Regions from separate parts of the Rattus norvegicus genome. Here region 2 is linked to region 1. The links are chromatin contacts, called in public Hi-C maps. All regions are on one chromosome and are shown on one strand. The core of a region is the stretch at or near the end of the contact, and the rest is flanking DNA. Distances in the headings are between cores, read along the strand shown. Region 1 overlaps Osbpl9 (oxysterol binding protein-like 9). Region 2 overlaps Osbpl9 (oxysterol binding protein-like 9).

Region 1 (4,412 bases), core at 1,704-4,203:
ATCTTCATTAAACTCCTTGAATTCTTTGATGAAGCCCATGATTATTCTTTTAAGTTCTGTGCCTTAGGGTTCGCCTAGGTAATTCTCATTGGAGAGCATTTCTTCTGTAGGACTGGTAGATCCAGGGGATATATACCATTTGGCCCTTTGTATTGTTTATGTTTTGTGTTGAGACCTGGGCATGTGGACTTCTTTCCTCCGCTATGTATCTGGTGTGAGATTCCCGGCTGCCCCTGTTGAGTGGAACTTTGGTTCAGTTTGGTTGGGTAATTTCATACAATGTATGGGGAACTAGTTGGTCAGTTTTCAGACACTCAGTGTTGATTTTGGATGGAGGATGATGGTTCCAGTTCAGTGTTAGTAAGAATTCGTGTGAATGGGACAAATGATTAGACCTGCTTGGGCTGCTGTGCACGCTGTGCTCTCCAGAGCTATGTGTGGGAGATAGTGGGGCTGGGACAAGGGTTTTGGACACCATACAGCGTACAGGCTATGTGGCAAGGCCCAAGGGCTGGGGACACCACAAATGGACAAAGTAATGGTGCTTAGTGTTGCATGTTGTGTCATAAACTATTGAGAAGTCATTACTTTCCCAAAAAATTATAAATTTTTAAAAATCTAACGTACTCATCTTTGCCTAGGGTTGGAGAAAGAGATCACTCAACAAAATCAAACAAAAAGTGGTGTGCCTTAATTAGTGCTTGCATGACAGGTTTAGCAACAACCATTTAGAAAAGAATTCCAAAGTAAAAACTTGATTTTCTTCTTTAAAGGTTCAGCTGTTTTATATTTAAACAGAATTTAAAGATTCTCTTAAACACTAGCTATTTTCTTTTAAATTTCTTACTACATTTTGTGTCTGGGGGGCTGTACCACAGTTAGCTGTGGGAGTCAGAGAACAACTTTCAGGAGTCAATTTTCTTTTTTCACTGTGCATGTCCTAGGATTGAACTCAGATCATCAGGTTTGCAGACACTAAGCCACCCCACCAGCCCAACTTTAGCTATCACTCTAAATGTAAGAGGATTAAATGTCTTTTGTCAATCAATAGATTTAAGATTTACCCATCTTTCTGCCAAAGTCCTCTAAAGGGAACGTTAGTCATCCATGATAAACTCTTCACAATGTCACCCAAGGTTTGTGGTCTAGTTTAAGTTTATTCTTGACATATTCGTGATTAACTCGGTCACGGGCGTGTCTACAGAACCATCCGTACAGTTTAGGCCCTGCCCTCTTTCCTCTTTCTGGTTCCCTCTCTATTCTCTATTTCCTGCCCCCTAATACACAGTGCACGAATCTCCCATTTGAAATGGCACAAATGTAAGCCCTGTGTCAGTCTAACATCCTGAGCTCCTCTCCTCCCTCTCTGTGCTATGCTCTCCTTGGATATCCTCAGCTTGGGTCTGAAACTCATGAAGAGTATGGGTACTTTGGGCCAACCTAGGTTCTTCGCTCTGTTTGTTTGTGATGTGGCTTTAAATACTCTCAAACTGGTATGCAGGCTAGCGTCCACATTGTCTCAAAGCCTGGCCCTGATTGAATAGGGTATTCATGTTCCCCGTTGCCTGTCATCTGGACTTTGAGTTGTGACACCTGTCACTGGCTGCTGCCTGAAGTTTTCTAACTCAGGTCAAGTCCTTGTGTATTTCTCTGTATCTTGAATGGAAGGGTGTTCCAGAGCCCGCACCCTTTCCTTTTTGTTACCCTCTCCTTGGGAACACATAGACCATATAATTGGCCAGTGTGGTTCCATGTCTGTACATCAGAAGACAGTGGTTCTGGGCATGCTAGACGTGCCTGATTCAGAAAACCCCTCTGCGTTGCAGCCACGGGCCATCAGGCCTTCACTGCTCTCTGCATCTGTGTTCTCAGAATGATCGTGCTTCATGTAAGTGCTCCATCATTGTACTAGTTTCCTTATGAGCTTGGATGGAAGCAAATGTTCGTGACCCCGTTCTTTGCTCTAAATGAGGTGAGCTGTGGAAGATCTGGAATTGATCCCGTGCTTCTGTTTGTTTCCACCTTGACACTAAAGTGTCCAACGTGTCATAGCTAGTCTTCTGCAACCATTAGTAAAGAGAAAAGGCACCACAAGCCTTTGGAATTTTATCAAAATAAAACTCATGTTTTATAGCAGTTGGGGTTTAAAGATTAATTTAGTATAAATCTGATATAAATTTGGTATAAAGTTGAGTTGGCTTAAAAGATTGATTCTATTTTGATGTTATGCCAAAACCAAATATTGTGACAAGAATTCTCATACAGTTCTTTTATGTAAAAATAATTTAATTTCTTACCTGGGTCTTTAATTCATTCCATCTTAAAATGAGTCAGATATGCTTGATATTCCCTTATGATGTATATTAACACTAAATAAGCAAAAAAGCAGGAAACCAAGGATTTTTGCAAAATAGATCGAAATAAGGTTACCTAGGCAACTATATTTAATGTAGGATACATGCATACTCTAATCTTAATTTTTAATATATTAATTTCATCAGAGGCCAGAAGATTTTTAGGTGGTAAAAGTGTCCGGTACATGTCATTGTTCACTTGTCTCTCATACTTAGGTGTTTAACAATGGGGTGAAGCCCGGACTGTATGCTCTGGGTGATCTATAGAAGCAGAGGTTGAGACCGTCTGCTGAGTAGAGCCGGCCATTGGGGGAGGCCTTGGTGGGGGGCCTTGGTGGGAGGCCAGCAGTGCTGAGCACCTGCTGATCATTTCTGCTGTGATGTAGTCAAGGCTCTTAAAGATCAAAAAACAACAACAGAGTTAACATATTTCACCAGAGGCGATACATTGTTCACAGATTTGTAAAACGACTTGGTATTCCATCTCTATGATGAGAAATTTTTGAGACAAGGTCTTATTCTATAGCCCTAGCTGGCCAGGGATTCATCTCAGTGTACACTCAATGGCCTGAGACTCACAGAGAATGCCTGCCTCTGCCTCCCAAGTTTAGGGACTAAAGGCCCGTGCCAGCATGCCCTTTGTGCCAGCGTGCCCTTTGTGCCAGCGTGCCCTTTGCTAATTGGATTTACATGTGGGCTCTTCTGGTAGATAGTGATGATTTTTAGAGGAGGCTCATTTTAGACCTTCTTAAACCTGTTTATAAAGTCATCTTTTTACCATAACCTGCTCTTAAAGACAGTTCTATGCCTGTAAATTGCCATAAATGTGTTTGTAAAAGTATTATACTTTAAAATGTTGTTATTTCAAATTTACTTTTTAAATATTGAGAAAAAGTATTAATCCTCTATGGACTTTGCTCAGGATCTCAGAAAATAAAGACAGGAACCCAAGACTTCCAGTGGATTACATTGCTGATTTGATTTTTGCAGAGTCACACTCTTGTAACTTAGGCTGGCCTCAAACTTAAAGCAGTTCTCCTGCCTCTGCATCCCAAATGCTGGAGGTCATAGGTGTGATCCGAGGCCCCCAGCTTGGACTGTTGCCATTTTGAAGAAATTGCCAGTCACTGGCCAGTCTCCATGTGCACAGAGAAATGAGGAAGTAAACTCGGGTTTCAGATTCGGGTGTAGAGGCAGAGACCGGCCGGCCTCCACCACCGCCCTCAGCCGGGCTCATTTGAGCTCACTCTGTACTCAGTGCAGGTTCAGTGTGGGGTGCATGTGGGCAGCTGCTTATAGAAGTTGGCTGTTTCTGCCGTCTCTCGGTGGACTGACTGATTTCCAGTAACTGTGCATCGACACCTGCCTTCCATGTTGCTCTCTTTTGCTAAAAAAGCTGACCTGTTTCACTGTTTATTGTTGTTGTTCTTTTTTTTTAAATTCAGTTCTTCTGGATCTGCCTCAGTCCTGACACACAGCAGCTCTGGAAATAGCTTAAAACGCCCAGACACCACAGAGTCACTGAATTCCTCCATGTCCAATGGCACAAGCGATGCTGGTGAGGACCCTCTGAGAACTTTGTTTCCGTAGAAATGTATGCACTACTGACAGGGCACCCCAGCCAATCCCGAGCCTGTCTAAGATGAGCATCTCCGTCTCCGTTGCAGATCTTTTTGACTCCCATGACGACAGAGATGAAGATGGGGAGGCAGGGTCAGTGGAGGAGCACAAGAGCGTTATCATGCACCTCTTATCCCAGGTCAGGCTCGGCATGGACCTCACAAAGGTAAGGAGAACCAGCACTGCGCTCCCTCTGCCGCACATGTGGGCTGAGTGGGTGGGTGACTGGTCACAAATGAGCAGGGATCTGCGTGGGCTTCGCTTGTCTCCTGTGTAGTGTGAAGTTTGAGATGAGCGATCGAGCATGTCTGTGGGTGAGTGAAAGGTAGTTCTCAGAGGTGACAGTGAGTGGGCTATATGGATTAAGAACTGAGATTGATTTGCAGTGAGAAATCCTCGCCAACCTCACCACCTTTAGATTCATGCCCTCCAGCATGA
Region 2 (4,908 bases), core at 670-3,169, 88 kb before region 1:
GCGAAGCCCAGGACTGGGTCCCCAGTACCATGTAAAACTGGGCATGATGATGCATATTCCCAGCTCTAAGAGTTGGAGGCAGGAATATCAGGAGTTCAACGTCATCCTGCTACATAGAATTAAGTCAACTTGAGCTATTTGAGAACCTGTATTCAAGAAAAGAAAGCTCGCATGCTGTACAGTATATTGATTTAATGTATATGGTTAATGTTTTTGGTATATTCATAGTGCAACCAGCATAATAGTACAGTTAATTTCAGAATGTTTTTTTTATCACTGAGAAGAATTAAATGCCAGCCAGGTATAGTGGTATGTGTCGTGATTCCATTGGAAGAATTATTTGAGCCCAGGAGTTTTGTCTCCAAAACAGCCTCCCTGCCCCTACTTATTAGCATTCAGTCCCTATTCACCCTACCCTCAAGGGACTGCTGAACTTCTTTCCATCTGTGTTTGTCCATGTGGTTATCTCCTTGGTGACAAGCTTCTTTGACACTGTTTCCAAGGTTCCTCCAGGTAGAGAGCACTTTTGGTAGCTGCACTCCGCTCGTTGTCTGCTCTTCTGGAGCAGAAGGCCCTCCAGAGCAAGGACCACGGTTATAATGAAACTATGGTCTTGGTTTTGGTTATTGAGTATTTGGACCCAGGGAATGATTGATTTATCAGAATGTCATGAGGTTCGCCCAGCTAACCACAAAGTGAAGTTAACCAGAATGACTGCCTTGGTGGTGGTGTTGAGGGTGGGGGTCCATGCTAGACTAGGAGGTGCCATGCAACTGACAGCCAGTCCTGGTCCAGCTGTGAGCTTCCTGTTGGGACTAGACTAGGTCTGTAGACATTTCCTTATTAAGAATGGGGACAAAATTTCTTATTATCCATTCTGAAACTGAAGACGAAGTAAGCCAGGTGTATAGAGCTTAGATTGAGGTGAGGTTTTTCTGTATTATCTCTGGGAAGAAATAAATAAATCTTTGACTCTTATTAGTCCTTTTAGGATAAGAGTAGTTACCCTACACACCACTTGTTTCATATGATAAGCTTTTTGTTTTGTTTCTGTTTTTTTCTCCAGTGTTTTGACTTTTCCTTTCAAGCTATCTTAAAACAGACCGTGTGAGAGTAATGTGTTCCTGTGGTATCCCTAGCTCCTTTGGGATATGCAAGATGCTGATGCCTTAAGAACATTGCCTAGTAGACTTTGATTTTGTGTCACTCCCCCCCACCCCGCCCCATTAATTCCTGTGTCTGAATATACAAAAAAAAGTTGAAAGTTTCTGAAACAGCCAGCCAGTGTAGCTCACTGCCCTCTTACTTCGGTCTGAGAGTCATGTCTTCTCTTAGAAACCATGCAGTACATAAACTTAAGTGCTGTGTGTCAAAATAAGAGAAAACTCCCGAGTTCCAAAACCGCACAGCAGTTTACAGGGAGGAGGCAGACACAGGCACAGACAGAAGCACTGTGTGAAAACCGTGGTGCCCCAGCAACACAAGTGGCTGGGGAGCATCTGGTTATTGGACGGTGTTTTGGAGCAAATGTCAGCTGGTGTTTCTACACTAACAAGGGTGGTGCAGACGCAGCCCCGTGCAGAGCACCTGCCGTCTTTGCACTGCACAACAACCTGGGGCGGTGTGGGTTTCTGACTCCTGTTTTAGAGAGCAATTTAAAGCTCAGAAGGGCTCGATGGCTGGCTGTTAAACAGATTACAGATTCAGCTTCTGTTTGTTCCTCCCACTGCATCCCCGTCCCTTATGCAAGGCATGGAAAGTCTGCGTGCAGGGTTCAGCTAGGGTGCCCTGCCAGCCCTTCTCCTGTAGTTCATCCTCAAGCAAAACAAGGTTCTCGGATTTCTCTGCTCCGGCTAGCCTGCTTCCAGTGTCCTCAGCGCATCGGGTGTTCCGGGGCTGTAGCAGTAGTGAATATTGCTGATGTCATTGTTTGCCTTATTGGGATTTTGCTCTTTGTCTCGCAGGGAGCTGTGATTGGTATAGACGACGAGGACGACAGCACCTTCACAATCACTGTGGATCAGAAAACCTTCCACTTCCAGGGTGAGCTGAAAAGAGAGCTTCTCTCCTCAGAGTCCCACCTGCTTCCCTCTCCCGTGGGTTGGTTGCTTGCTGAATGACTTGAATGGCTTTGCAACTGATCCTGCATGAACGAGTGCACAGGAACCTTCTGGATGAAGTGGTACTGCAGGTTAGGCAGGGATTTGTATCTGCAGTGGATGCACATTAATTGGAAGCGACTGTGGATCTGGCCGCGATTAGAGATTAAAAATTTAAAGGATAAAAACTCAGTGAAAGGCGAGAGTAATGGGCTGCTGCTGCTGCTGGCTTGTGCTTACAGAAGGTTGCTGAAGTTCTTTATGGAGGAGTGTGGTTCTGCTTCTGCATGAAGAGTCTAAGGACTGATTGTGAAGGCTGCAGTGTTTGTCCGTGTGAAGCTCAAAATGTAAATTCAACTGAAGCTAGAGGCAGCCTTTGCCTGAAAGGTTTTGCTCTGCTTCAAGAACTCTAAGTTTGCATTCATTCCATCTGCATTTCTGTGTCTTGTCTGCCAGCCATCATTGCTCTGCCATTCTCCTTTCTGTAGTTACTAACTCCAATGCCATCTGCCACTGCTATGTTCCGGCATTGCATGCTGTGGCTCACCGGTAGCAGGGGTAAGGCACGTATGTGTGGTCGCTCTCCTTTCATCTTGCTTTGAAAGCTCTAGACCAGCAAATAAAGCGGATTTAGTGATCTGCTGCTGTGGACCTGTCATCTGTTAGGAGTGCCTATTAGTTTTGATATTGGTGTTCTGTTGTTTCTCCTACCCAGAATAAGGTCTGTTTTAGGTTTAAAGCAATCCGGGAAACTTAGAAATGAGACTATTCGGAGATGTCAGTACTTTCTCTGAACTGTATGTGTGATCACCGTTATGGTTGCCAGATAGATCAAGGTGAATGATTACCAAGCACAGTTACAGCTTGAAAATGTTTTGGTTGTGAGGTCTGCTAGTGGCCCTATGTGCAATGGAAAGGTGCTTAGGTCACTGCCGTCCTCCGCTAGGACAGAATATCGCAGTTGTTTTTCTTCATTGTCTTGTTTAAGAGATGGACACATAGACATGAAAGATGCTGCCTGTGAACAATAAAGGCAGGCCAGCATACTCAGCAGTGACATCTCTAATGTGTCGTCATTTATCCTTGACAGAGTAACTGTGCTTGACAATGTTACTTGTTTAGAATTTCTTAAATAATGGTACTCCCCTGGAAATTTCCACTCCATTAACTTCATAAAACATTTTAATCATATAAAACAGCTCTATTTTCAGGTTAAATATGCAATGTTGCTCCTAATCTAATGCAGGTAGCTGGGACTCTTCACTCGAATGTAGTTGACTACTTCACTGCAGCTCTAGCAGAAGCTGCTGGACGCAGGGGCTGCAGCACAGGGCTCTGCAGTCACTGGGGAGGTGAGGCCTCTGGGCCAGAGAAGCTTTATTTGCTTGGTGGATCTCTGAGCACAGGCACCATACCTTAATTTATTTGTGTCAAACTGATCTCTTTAGCATTTTTAGATTTATGTGGCTTGCTGATAGAACAAGATATTCTTTAAATGATAAAAAGTAAGAATTTTCAAAACGAACTCCTAAGTTTCCAGAATGTCAGATTGTTTTCTACTACAGCATTTGTGGGTATTACGTAGCATGAACTTATACAAAGAACTTAAACTGCTCATTTATTTAGGTGATTAGGAAAATTACTTCAGATTTACAAATTTAATACAATGCATATTCAGTGTTTGGAAGAGCTTATGTTTTATAGTCTTTTTTTTAAATCTTCAGTTGCTGACAAGAACTGAAAGCAAATCTAGGTTCATACATATTATCATAGTATGTTCATAGTAGGTTCATATATATTATCATAGTATGTTCATAGTAGGTTCATATATATTATCATAGTATGTTCATAGTAGGTTCATATATATTATCATAGTATGTTCATAGTAGGTTCATATATATTATCATAGTATGTTCATAGTAGGTTCATATATATTATCATAGTATGTTCATAATAGGTTCATACATATTATCATAGTATGTTCATAGTAGGTTCGTATATATTATCATAGTATGTTCATTAGTAGGCTCATACATATTACATAGTATGTTCATAGTAGGTTCGTATATATTATCATAGTATGTTCATTAGTAGGCTCATACATATTATCATAGTATGTTCATAGTAGGTTCATACATATTATCATAGTATGTTCATAGTAGGTTCATATATATTATCATAGTATGTTCATAGTAGGTTCATACATATTATCATAGTATGTTCATAGTAGGTCCATATATATTATCATAGTATGTTCATAGTAGGTTCTTACATATTATCATAGTATGTTCATAGTAGGTTCATACATATTATCATAGTATGTTCATAGTAGGTTCATATATATTATCATAATATGTTTGGGTGTTATCTTTTCCCTGTGCTTAGATAGAACCCAGGGTCCACATAGTAACTTTCAGGTCTGCCTGCGCTACAGAGTGAGACCCTATTCCCAAAAACTAAAAATAAAAAAAATAAAAATAAGAGTTTTATTGCTATGAAAGCCCACTAGGAAGTCTTGATCAGAGAGTAGCACAATAAGATTCCTATTTTACAGGCTGCTCTGACCACAGTCTTGAGAACAAGGTGTGCAGGGTGGGGTACAGACCTAGGAAACCATTGAGGAGGTTGGTTTGACAGGAAATGAGAGAGTGCTAGTTTCCATACTGTACCAGTGGGGTAGGGAGGGAGCAAACAGTGGTCAGATTAATCGGCTTTAGTAGAGTATTATTAACATGAAATAAAATGCATGTCTGAGGGGCTGATGAGAAAGGGCTGGGTAGGTGGAAGTTCCTACCGCAAAAGTGTGATG

What was found. A called contact is a pair of places that touch in the nucleus more often than the background predicts.
Region 2: a Hi-C map of liver shows a contact between it and region 1, with 4 times the contacts expected there. The contact joins two enhancer-like sites. A contact is called at or near these places in 8 of 12 Hi-C or Micro-C datasets (the A7r5 cell line, the Rat2 cell line, hepatocytes and 4 more).

The regions. Positions count from the first base shown.
Region 1 is chr5:129,058,307-129,062,718 of GRCr8, reverse strand. It overlaps Osbpl9 (oxysterol binding protein-like 9), which reads left to right. Exons shown (of 23, transcript NM_001044234.2): 12 at 3,800-3,912; 13 at 4,022-4,140. Among named protein-coding and RNA genes, the nearest start is that of Mir761, 55 kb to the right of the region's middle. Within about 2 kb of position 2,953, at least 1 of the 93 cell types and tissues checked has an H3K27ac peak or open chromatin away from gene starts, as enhancers often do. A contact at or near this core is called in liver, where this site is marked.
Region 2 is chr5:129,144,677-129,149,584 of GRCr8, reverse strand. It overlaps Osbpl9 (oxysterol binding protein-like 9), which reads left to right. Exons shown (of 23, transcript NM_001044234.2): 3 at 1,965-2,043. Among named protein-coding and RNA genes, the nearest start is that of Osbpl9, 44 kb to the left of the region's middle. Within about 2 kb of position 1,919, at least 44 of the 93 cell types and tissues checked have an H3K27ac peak or open chromatin away from gene starts, as enhancers often do. A contact at or near this core is called in liver, where this site is marked.